Regions from separate parts of the Mus musculus genome. Here region 2 is linked to region 1. A link is a contact called in public Hi-C data. All regions are on one chromosome and are shown on one strand. The core of a region is the stretch at or near the end of the contact, and the rest is flanking DNA. Distances in the headings are between cores, read along the strand shown. Region 1 overlaps Hectd2os (Hectd2, opposite strand). Region 2 has its middle 15 kb from the start of Hectd2os.

Region 1 (5,485 bases), core at 850-3,349:
CTTTCATCAGTGAAGGCTGAAAGATGATTTTCAGTCAAGGTGACGCTTTGATCATCATGGGCCTTTCAGGTTTTACTGTTTCAATAATCTGTCTGTCTATCTGTCTGTCTGTCTGTCTGTCTACCCATCCATCTATTTCTTTCTTTCTTTTTTTTTTTTTTGGTTTTTTGAGACAGGGTTTCTCAGTAGCCCTGGCTGTCCTGGAACTCACTTTGTAGACCAGGCTGGCCTCGAACTCAGAATTCCGCCTGCCTCTGCCTCCCAAGTGCTGGAATTAAAGGCATGCGCCACCACGCCCGGTTTTTAAAAATTACATTTATTTACTTTGTATGCATGCATGTGCATGTATGTATTTATATAGTATGTATGTATGTATGTACGTACGTATGTATGTACGTATGTATATGGAGGTCAGAGGACAACTTGACAGGAACTGGTTAACCTTCCACCGCATAGGTACTTGGGATTTAATAAACTCAGCTCATCAGACGTGGCAGTATGTGCCACCTGACAAGCCCCTGGGTTTGTTATCATTTAATCATGATAATTTTTGGCTTAGAAGATTATGTTTTTGGTGTAAATGTATAGGCAAGATGAAAGACTCTTTTTGTTTAGTTTTTAAAAAATCAAGATATTAATAAATACGCCTTGGGGGAAATAAGAACTGAAGAGCTTGGGAAAGCTTGTAGGAATAATTTTCTCCTTAGAAATTAATGTGAGTTATTAGCATGAAGCCCAAGAAGTCTTACATCAAAGAAATCTTCTGCAGGGTTCATGAGAGGGGAACGGAAGCTCTGAGGTACGGCAGTGGGGAGATAATAGGGCGTGCGAGAGCTGAAAACAGACACAGGGAATTCAGGGCAGGGGTGTGTCTAGAAAGGCTTACGAGGGGTGTGGGGCACAGTGGTATAGAAGAGGGGGAGTTGCCAGGGGAGTGAATGGGGTGGCGGGATGGGGGGAGCATCAAACTAAAATTGCAGGGTAACCTGCTACAGCGACGGGGAGCAGCCTAAGGCCAGCATAGTTGAGTTAGAGTAGATGAGCATTTGTAAGGTAATTAAAATAGAATTTAAACAGAGGGGCTTAGCCAATAAAGAACTTCTGCACAGATAGGAGGATGTGACTTGGGGTCCCCAGCGCCCACATAAAAGCTGGGCAGGGCAGTGCACAACTGCAACTCCAGTGCGGGAGGTTGGGGAAGCAGACAGGAGGATTCCTAGAACCCATCGACCGGCCAACCTTGTCAAACCATTGAGTCCTAGGTTCAGTGAGAATGGAGGTACTCTGCAAATATGTGTGTAGGTAAAGCTGCTCCTAGACGCCATAATTAAATGAAAATCCCAGTGCCACGGGTGGGCTACTTTTCTATGAGTTTCTGGCTAGGCACCAGAGACCCCCTAAACAATACAGGCTATTACAGTGTGCCATGTAGGCTGCTGTGGGGACGGGGAGGGGAGGGTCATTTAAAAAAAATCTTACTCAGTTGTGAGCTTATTTTCTATACTACCAATCTAATAGGCAAGGGGTGGCCACTGGTGTGTGTGTGTGGGGGGGCAAGAAGACTGTTTGGAGGAGTTATGAATTTGAAGTCTGTCCCCCAGAAGGGAATTCACATCTGGTTCTGCAAGCCTGCTCAAAGGCCTCTGGTTGGGGAAAAGCTTGGAAGTTGTATTGCTAAACGGACATGATATGCTTGTCAAGTTGTCTTCTGAGCATTTATATTGATGCCCAGAGATTAGCGCTGCTGTCTGGTTTGATTAGTGTAGTGGTTATTCCTGGTTGTCAACTTGACTAATACAATTAGCAAATGTTAATACAGACTCACAACTCACCTAAGTCCTGAGAATAAGAGGCTGGTCAGTGCTCAGCCCTAGCAGAGGCATCTATGTCACCCCTCTGAGGCTCAGGGAACAGCAAAGAAGAAGGCACAGAAAGAATATAAAGTCCAAAGGAGACAGAATGCAGTGAAAGTCAGACACGTGGTTGCACTCTTGACCTTTCAACACACCATGACTAACTACGCAGGATTGACTCTGTCTGTGTGGGTGTGGCGTCCCATGCCCTTGCCCTTAGCACCTCAGAGGCATGTGCAGGCAGATCTCTGAGTTTGAGGCTACCCTGGTCTCGATAATGAATTTCAGGTCATCCATGACTGCATATCGAGATCCTGTCTCAACCAATCAATTCAGTGGGTCAATGATTAAACCTATCGGCATTCTGACTTGAATGGGGGAAGGGCTTGTAGGCCCCACTCCTCCTGAGGAGCTGTAGGTATTTAATAATTGCTGGTATCCGGGAGGGTGCGGCCATTTTCTTCAGTGGTCTGGGAAAGTCGCCCCATGCTCCAGCAGATAGTCTCTCCCCCATGTTTCTGTAACAAACCTTGATTAAGTTTACCAGGACACCAGAACCAAACCAAAGCAAGACACGAAAGTCTGTAGAAGTGGAGTAGTTAGGAAGGCGATCAGAGGGAGTCAGAGGGGACAAGAGAGGGTAATAGAGCATGAATTTGATCAAAATACATTATATACATGGATGAACACGCTATGGTGAAACCCATGCTTAACAATAAAAGGGTAAAATTTTCAAATAGAGAAGGAAAAAGAAATCAGGTCTTGAGGTTCTGGGGGTGGAGGTGGAGAAGAAACCGACAAGAAAAGAATTCTCCCTTTCGTTGAGTTTGGGCATCTGTTCATGACTATATTTCCAGCCCTGCTGTGATCTCTTAAAAGTTACATTTATTTATTTTGGTGTATGTGTGGAAGTCAGGACAATCTGTCAGAGTCTGTGGGTTTTGAGTATTGAACTCAGGTTGGTCAGGCTTGTTGGCAAATCCTCTCCTGTGGAGCCATCTTGTCCCCCACCCCTGCTGTGAATGTTAATAAATCAGCACTTATCAGGCCTTGGTTTCTTCACCTGTGAGGTGGTGATTTGAACGTGAACTTCACAATAATGTCAGCCCATAAATGGCACCAGACAGAGAGCAACTGCTATTAGCATCATTAAGCTCTTCCTGCCTCACCCTGTTCTCTCTCTCTCTCTCTCATTCTTCCCGAGAGCTCTACAAGGGACGGAACCACCACACAGTTCACTTCAGTCTGTTCTTCCCCACCCTCCTCACCTCAGGGACTACACCAAATGGAATGCCCCTCTCACATAGCTGGACCTGTTTTCACAAAGACAGGTGCCTTGCTGAAAGGAAGTTGGAGGAGAAAGCTGTAAATTCCCTCTGCTTCACCTTCTCCAGCCCTGCTGCCTCAGGAGCTGTGGGGCACTTTATTCTATCAATCACCCTTAGAGGACACAGCATTCACAAACACTCATGGTCTTATATCAACCATGTTGACTTAATTCTTGTACCAAAAGATTGTCACAGAATCCAGGGGGATTGGGAGGAGGCTAGTCAGGGCACAAGTAAAGCAGAGCTTTGAGGCTCAGGCTAGGAAACAGGCTCTGTCTTTAGGCAGGAATGGAACTAGAGAGAGTGCAAAAATCTGGCATTGAAGGACCAAGGTGCCTGTCCAGCTTTGCCTTACCAACCTGTAAGGCCTGGGAAAGTCACTTGCCTTCACAACTTTGGGTTTCCTTGCCTGAAAACAGAGCTTGGGTAGAGTTCTATATGCAGATGGGGTGAATTTGGTCTGAGCTCCTAGTGGTCAAAATATGCATACTTTATGACTGCCAAGGACACAAACAAGAGTGTTCATAGCATTTTTAAAAAAATAGCCCAGACTGGGAATTACCTGAATATCGATTCACAGTCAAATGGATAAATATATCGTATGAGATTCATAGTGAAATCAATGAGGAAGGCAAGATGTACATACTATAGTACATGTAAAGGATGGATTAATCTCTCAGATATGAGGTGAAGCCCTAAAAAGCACAAATATGGATCCTGGTGATGCCATTTATATGAACATGGAAAATCTCCGTTTAAGATTTTAGAAATGACAGCAGTGATGTCTAGTCCAAGTGTCTCAAGGGACTGCCCTGCACAGGGACACTCTAGAGTCATGTTCTGCCTCTAGACCAGGATGTTGGTGTCTTAAACCTTATTAAAAATAGACCAGACAGGGGGAGTGGAGAGATATCACAGCAGTTAACAGCACTGGCTGCTGCTTTAGAGGACTTGGAGTCAACTTCTAACACCCACGTGGCAGCTCTCAAACATATAAGTCTAGTTCCAGGGGGGTCTGTGCCCTCTCCTTCCTCATGGGCACCAGGCACACACGTGGTAAAACACTAATACACATACATTTTAAGCTAAAATAATATATAGCAAATAAAACATTCTGAGAAGTTGGTGGAAGTGGGAGAATCTAATGGCGCTTACAGACCAGAGTTCCACTCCCAACTCTGTCCATCTGTGGTGGTTTGAATGACAATAGCCCCCATAGGCATGTATGTTTGAAGCTTGGTCCCCAGTTAGTAAAACTGGGAAAGATCAGGCATGTGGCCTTGTTGGAGGAGGAGGCATGTCACTAGCAATGTGCTTTGAGGGCCAGTCCCAGTTTCTGCTCTCTGCCTGCCGATCAGGATGTAAAGCTCCCAGCTACTGCTCTAGCACCATGCCTGTCTGCTTCCCACCATGATGGCTATGGAGTCGCTCTCTAAAACTGTGAACAAGCCCCCAATTAAATGCTGTCCTTTATAAGAGTTGTCACGGTCATGGTGTGTCTTCACAGCAATAGAACAGTAACTAAGACATCATCCCGTCCCCTTGATCTGTCAGGCCCCCGCTGTGGTTCACATCTTCTACTGCTCACTGAGCAAATCCCTGAATGGGATGAGAGGAAGTCTGCTATTCTCTCGCACAGCCCTTACCCTCCAGCTGCTGCAAAACCCTTCCCATGCACACTGCACATCAAGACAGCCCCTTCTCCATCACTGACCCTAAACAACACCAGGTCAGAAGGCCCCAGGTAGACACCCAAAATCTGTTGGTGTTTACCACACCGGGACAATCTCTGAAATCCAGCCTCACAGGGAAGCCTGGAGGATCAAGATGCTGTGCAAATCTGGCAGAGATTACTTACACTGTCATCATGACAGCTCAAAGGCGAGAGGCTGTCGTCCAACTGGCAGCGCGACTGAACTGAAGTGTGTGGACTATTGATGAGGCCATTGATTACTCAAAGCTGAGTGTTGAAACTGGTTATGCAAGTGAATAGCCACAAAGTCTTGGCAAAACTGGGCAGAGGCACCTCATGACGAAAGACCTCTTCAGTTGTTCTGTCTGCAGTTCCTGTAAAAGCTCTTATGCTGTGCCCTAACATAGGTCTCCCATCTAAGTCTGGACCAGAAAAGCCCAGGCTACTCGAGCTACTGAGCTGGGATTGTTCCCCCATCGTGCCCAGTGTTAATCATGCTGTAAGCTTATTCTGGTCAGTCCTCCCAATAGCCTTGTTGGTTGGTTCCTGTTAACATTCTGGTGGCATGGGCAAGGAGAGGTGACAGGAGAGGTGACAGGGTTCTGACAATG
Region 2 (5,286 bases), core at 544-3,043, 67 kb before region 1:
ATCCGCTGCTGACTGTCCTGACAGAATCAGCCTTTCTCCTGTATGATCTCACTCCCATTCCACAGGAATCCTGAGGGGTCAGCACAGTCAAGGTGTTGTGAGATCGTGAGTCTATTGATTAGCCTTATGTAATCATTCCACAGTGTAAATTGTATTCCATAAATATATACACTTATTGTGTGTTGCTTAAAAGTTTAAAAAGGTAATACACACACACACACACACACATATGTATGTATGTATATATATATATATATGTGTGTGTGTGTGTGTGTGTGTGTATATATATATATATATATATATATATATATATATATATATATATATATATATATGAATGACAGGGCTGGCCTTGATCTCATAGAGATCTACCTGCATCTACCTCCTGAGTGCTGAGGATTAAAGACACGTTTACCATGCTGGGCCATATGTGATCTGTTTTATTTATTTTTGAGTGGTAATTGAACCATCTAATTGTAAAACTAAGAACTGGTAGGGTGTGGCTATAGGGCCCCCAGTGCCCCTCTCTGAGGATGAGACTGACAGGGGCTCACAGGACTTTGTAAGTGTGAGATGCCAGAGTCAGAGGAGATTACACATGGCAAAGGACTGTGCAAGCCGTGAAGGAAAGACAGGCATCAGCATTCGCTGGGACACGGTAAGAGTGAACAGCGGGCTGCTGGCAGCCCTGGCCTCACTGTTTATTTACAGAAAGGCCTTGAGGAACAGAGAAGGGGAGGAAACACAAAGAATGTATTTCTGTGAAGGTGTGTGGGGGAGAAGGGGGTGTGGTGGTGGTGCGGTGGTGGTGGCGCTAAGGGGGTAAATAGGTTCAACTTTTTTTTTTTTTCCTGGCTTCCATTTAACACATACTTCTATTTTCCTTGTCCCTTATCTTCTTTTCCCTTCTCTCCTAGCGATCTTGGTGCCACCTCCTTCTGCCGGTTCTGTCCCAGATAATTTCTCTGACCTTGAGCCATTGCGCTGGTTCTTCCGGGTATAGCCTCATCCCAGACAGAGCCAAGTCCTGGCGGAGGCCTCAACTGAAGAAATCCACAGTGAAAGCTTGTTCTTTTCAGAGAGGGAAGCAGGCTAAGGAGAAAGGAAGTGGTGTGTGTGTGTGTGTGTGTGTGTGTGTGTGTGTGTGTGTGTGAGAGAGAGAGAGAGAGAGAGAGAGAGAGAGAGAGAGAGAGAGAGACTGAGAGAGAGACCAATCCCCCTCCCCCAGTCCAGTTCCACTCCTTCAAAAGATCTCTTTGGACCCTTTCCTGGATGACCTCCAACCTTAATGAAACGGGAAAGCAGAGTGTTGGACTTGCTTCCTTGCCAACGAAAGAAGAGCACGCTGCAGTGTGTTTTAGATGCCTTTGGCAGGCATGGGCGGGTGGGGAGGGCAGGAGGGGACTTTAGAACTTGGCCCACAAAGGCTTTCTCCATGAACCTTGAAGGGGAATGCGTCAACCAGGCACTCTCAGGGTCTTAATGGACTCATTTGTACTTACAAGAATGGGCGGGGACCACTAAAGAAGTCTCAAACAAGACTTCTGCTCTGCTCACTGCTTATGTCCGGGAAAGCAGTGAGTAGAAACAGACAGAGGGGAACCCCACGTCGCTGCACGGGAGGAGCTACCTTAAAGTGAGCTGGTTAAAATGGTTCCTTGAGTGGGGACTTAAAGGACAGTGGGGGTGGGACAGATGGAGAGAAAAAGAGATGGTGCACACGGATCGTGTTCGCAAGAGCATGAGGAACACAGGAAGTAACAGTGACTGGAAAATCAAAGATTGAGGTTCATGAAGACCGGGTGTAGGGGGGGTGGGGTGGGGCACAGACTGACGGGAAGGCAGAAGCTGGAGAAAGTAGTCTCTTGTTTTCTAGATAAAAGGGAAACAGACTAAGTTTGTCTTTTCCTGTAAGCGATGTAAGGAGGGCAGATGATTGGATAGGTTATGTGGGAAACAAGGCAGCCCCGGGCCCCTGACTGGGCTGGCTGGGGGACCCCTCTTGAGACTCTTGACTGGGCTGGCTTGGCTGTCATTGACTAGTTAATGAAAAAATGGCTTGCAGCACGTGTAAACGACCCGTAGGACAGACCTGCATGCAAGCGTTCTCCGTCTCTCCTAGCCAACAGCGTCTATGGCTGTTTGCTTTTCAGTTGTTTGCTTTGTAGTTGGCAATGATGGCCAAGAATTGAAGGTCAGTGGGCATGCTTTTGATTTAGCTCACTGACTGAGTTTTGAATCTTCATGGGGAAACCCTGTTCCCAGAATTCCAATGGCCAACTTTCATTAGAGAAGACTCATGTATTATTAACTTACCCTTTTTAGTGGAACAATGAGAATTTCTGGATTATCGAAATGATGAAGGAAAAGTTGCAGTTTTGTTCATCTATTGTAAACAGACACCTTCCTTATAGACTTCCCAGCTCAGGTCCTACTTCCTATGTAAGTGATAACTTTCCCCACAATTCTCAAATCACAGTAGAGGCTTAGAAGGGTTGGTATGTGTCTAAAGAGTCAATGTGTATGCATTTATCCCTCCCTCCTCCCCTTTCATCCAGATCTGCCTCCCTTCAGTCTCTTAGACAAGCTTCCAGGAGGTAACAGCAAAACATAACAAAATAAAATATAATAAAACCCTTTCGTATTGAAGTTGGGCAGGTCAAACCAACAGAAGGAAAAGAGCCCAAGAGAAGGCACAAGAATCGGAGATCCACCTGTTCCCAAAAAAATCCCATAAAAGCACAAATGAGCAGCCCTAGTGTATATGCAGAGGACCAGGTGCAAGCCCTGTGTGTGCTGCCTCAGTCTCTGTGAGTTCATATGAGCTTTGCTCGGTTGATTCAGAGGACCACGGTCTGCTGGGGTCCTCCTTCCTCTCTGGATCTTTCCACCTCCGTTTCCACTGGGTCCCTGAGCTCTGAAGGGAGGGATTTGATGGAGACTTTCCATTTAGGGATGAGTGTTCCAAGGTCTCTCACTCTCTGTGTAATGCCTGATTCTGGATCTCTGCATTTGTTCCTGTCTGCTGTAGGAGGAAACTTCTCTGAAGATGGCTGAATAAGGAATTGATATACGAGTGTAGCAGAATATCAATGGGAATCATATTATCAGTACATTTTTCTTCCTCTCTCTCTTTCTTTTCTTTTCTTTTCCTTTTTTTTTTTTTTTTTTAGAACAGTTGTATTTGTTTTTCCCTGGGTCTTTGGACTATCTAGTCTCTGGTGGTCACCTAACCAGTGTTGTAAATGGCTTCCATCTCATAGACTTTAAGTCAAATCAGACATTGCTTAGTCCCACAAGCTTTGTGCCCCCATTGCTCTAGCATTCCTTGCAGGCAGGACACCATTGTAGATCAAAGCGTTGTGGCTGGCTTAGTTTTTGTTTCTCTTTTGGTATCATGAAGAGTATTTTCATGTACCAAAGACGCTAGAGCATAGAATCCCAGTGCTCTTATGATAAGATGGGAGACAGAGACAGGATACTTCCCATGGCTTACATGGCTAGAGAGCATGTCACAGGCCCAGAAAAACAGTAAAGGAATCCTGTCTTGAGCAAGGTGGAAAGGTTAGGGTTAGGGTTAGGGTTAGGGTTAGGGTTAGGGTTAGGGTTAGGGTTAAGGTTAGGGTTCAGGTTAGGGTTGTTCTCTGACCATCACTTGCTTGCTGGGCCACTTTCATACCCACACTCATGACTACCCCCCCCCATGCCTATTTTACAACCACATACCCACCCAAGCCTTCTGACACACAAATATAAAAATAAAACAAATACAAGAAAAACCATCAGAAATCAGGCTGGAGAGAGAGCTCCATCAGTGATGTGCTCTCCTTGCAAGCGTGAAGACCTGAGTTCAGCCCCCAGAAACCGTGTAAAAAACACTTGGGCACTGTGGTCTGCACTTGTAGTCCCAGCATTGTGTCGATGGTGATAGGCAGTTCCCTGGGGCTCACTGGCCAGCAGGCCTAGCCTAATGGATCAAGGATAGGATGGCGAACATGAAGAATTTGGTACTTGAATTTGGTCTCGGCATGCATGAGCACCCTACCTCCAGCAAAACAACACAGAACAAAACAGAACCTCAAGAAGCCTAGTCATTTGTCACTATTGACTCTCCGAATAACACATGGGGCCATTCTGCTTGACAGAGTCACCTAGGAGCACAGTGCTAGTCTTAAATTTTGATGAGAAGCTGATGTTGAGTTTTAGATTTTTTTTTTTAAGGGAGATCAAGAAGGATATAGATTTTTTTCCCCAAAATAGTCCCCACCGAGGCAAAAGAGCAAAAATGCCTTCAAGAACCAGCACATATTGTTAGTTTGTGAGGTGGGCCATGCCTGTGTAGTAGCAGGGTGGTATATCTAAAGACAGGGAAATTCAATCTTTAAAAGGCCACCAGTGTCACTGTGCACACGAGTCTCTGGTGAATCCCGTAGCAGGCTGTCATCTTGAGGTCCTGATGGAAATGGTTGGATTTAGATTTCAGAGCCAGAAGACTATAGGAAAAACCCAGACTGGTGCCAAGTTCATTCCCTACAGGCAGATAACCTGAACCACACTAAATTCAGAGAAGATGCCAGCCTGTTACTGTCTTTAATTCGCAAGACCAGGAAGCAGAAATTTGAGTCAAGGAACAAACAAGTGATTTCTCTCAAGAGGCCTCTCAGACTTAGCAGGGATGCTGTCAATCATCATTGGAAGGGCTCTCTGATTTCCTAAAGTGGGCAAGCAGAACTCCGATATCTCAAAGGGCAACTGTAACTGTGGTTGTTCTTTGGCCAGAAATCCTGCTCCCTAGAGTCAAGCCCTCTTGACTTTGTGTCGGCCCACAGCCTACACTGGAATCCTTCAGCTTGCTCTTGTTTGGGGTTGATCTGAATTGAGTTGCTCTCAGAAGATCCTCTGCTGTATTTGGGAATTCGTGAAACCTCCGCCAGGAAGACACACAGCCACATTTGTGATTCTCCCAAAGCTCTGCTCCTGCTGGACTTCAAGTCTGTTTGTTTTCACAGAAGCCAATCTGGGTGTGCTAGGGTCTGATAACATCTTTCTGTAAGAGACAGCCACGTTCTGAAGTCTCACTTGTATTTAGAAATCCTTGGCAGTCGTGGAAGTATTTATATTTGGGGCTAAAAAGATCAGCCGAGACTTGGTAAACAAACAGATGGACATGAAACTGGAAGCTAAGAGAAGAATTGCAGCTTTGACAAATCACAGCCCGATTTGGAAAGGAGATGTCTTAATTTAAATACCTTGGAATAAAGGCTCTGCAGTGGGTCTCTGGGCAAA

The links. Hi-C and Micro-C count contacts between places; a contact is called where the count stands out from the background.
Region 2: a contact with region 1 is called in a Hi-C map of liver, with 3 times the contacts expected there. A contact is called at or near these places in 9 of 484 Hi-C or Micro-C datasets (liver and nephron progenitors), 5 of 130 datasets of targeted methods (the NIH/3T3 cell line, embryonic stem cells, hepatocytes and 1 more) and 1 of 9 other capture datasets (embryonic stem cells).

What each region holds. Positions count from the first base shown.
Region 1 is chr19:36,634,630-36,640,114 of GRCm38.p6, reverse strand. All of the region lies in intron 3 of Hectd2os (Hectd2, opposite strand), which reads left to right. Among named protein-coding and RNA genes, the nearest start is that of Hectd2os, 52 kb to the left of the region's middle.
Region 2 is chr19:36,701,793-36,707,078 of GRCm38.p6, reverse strand. No RefSeq gene overlaps it. Among named protein-coding and RNA genes, the nearest start is that of Hectd2os, 15 kb to the right of the region's middle.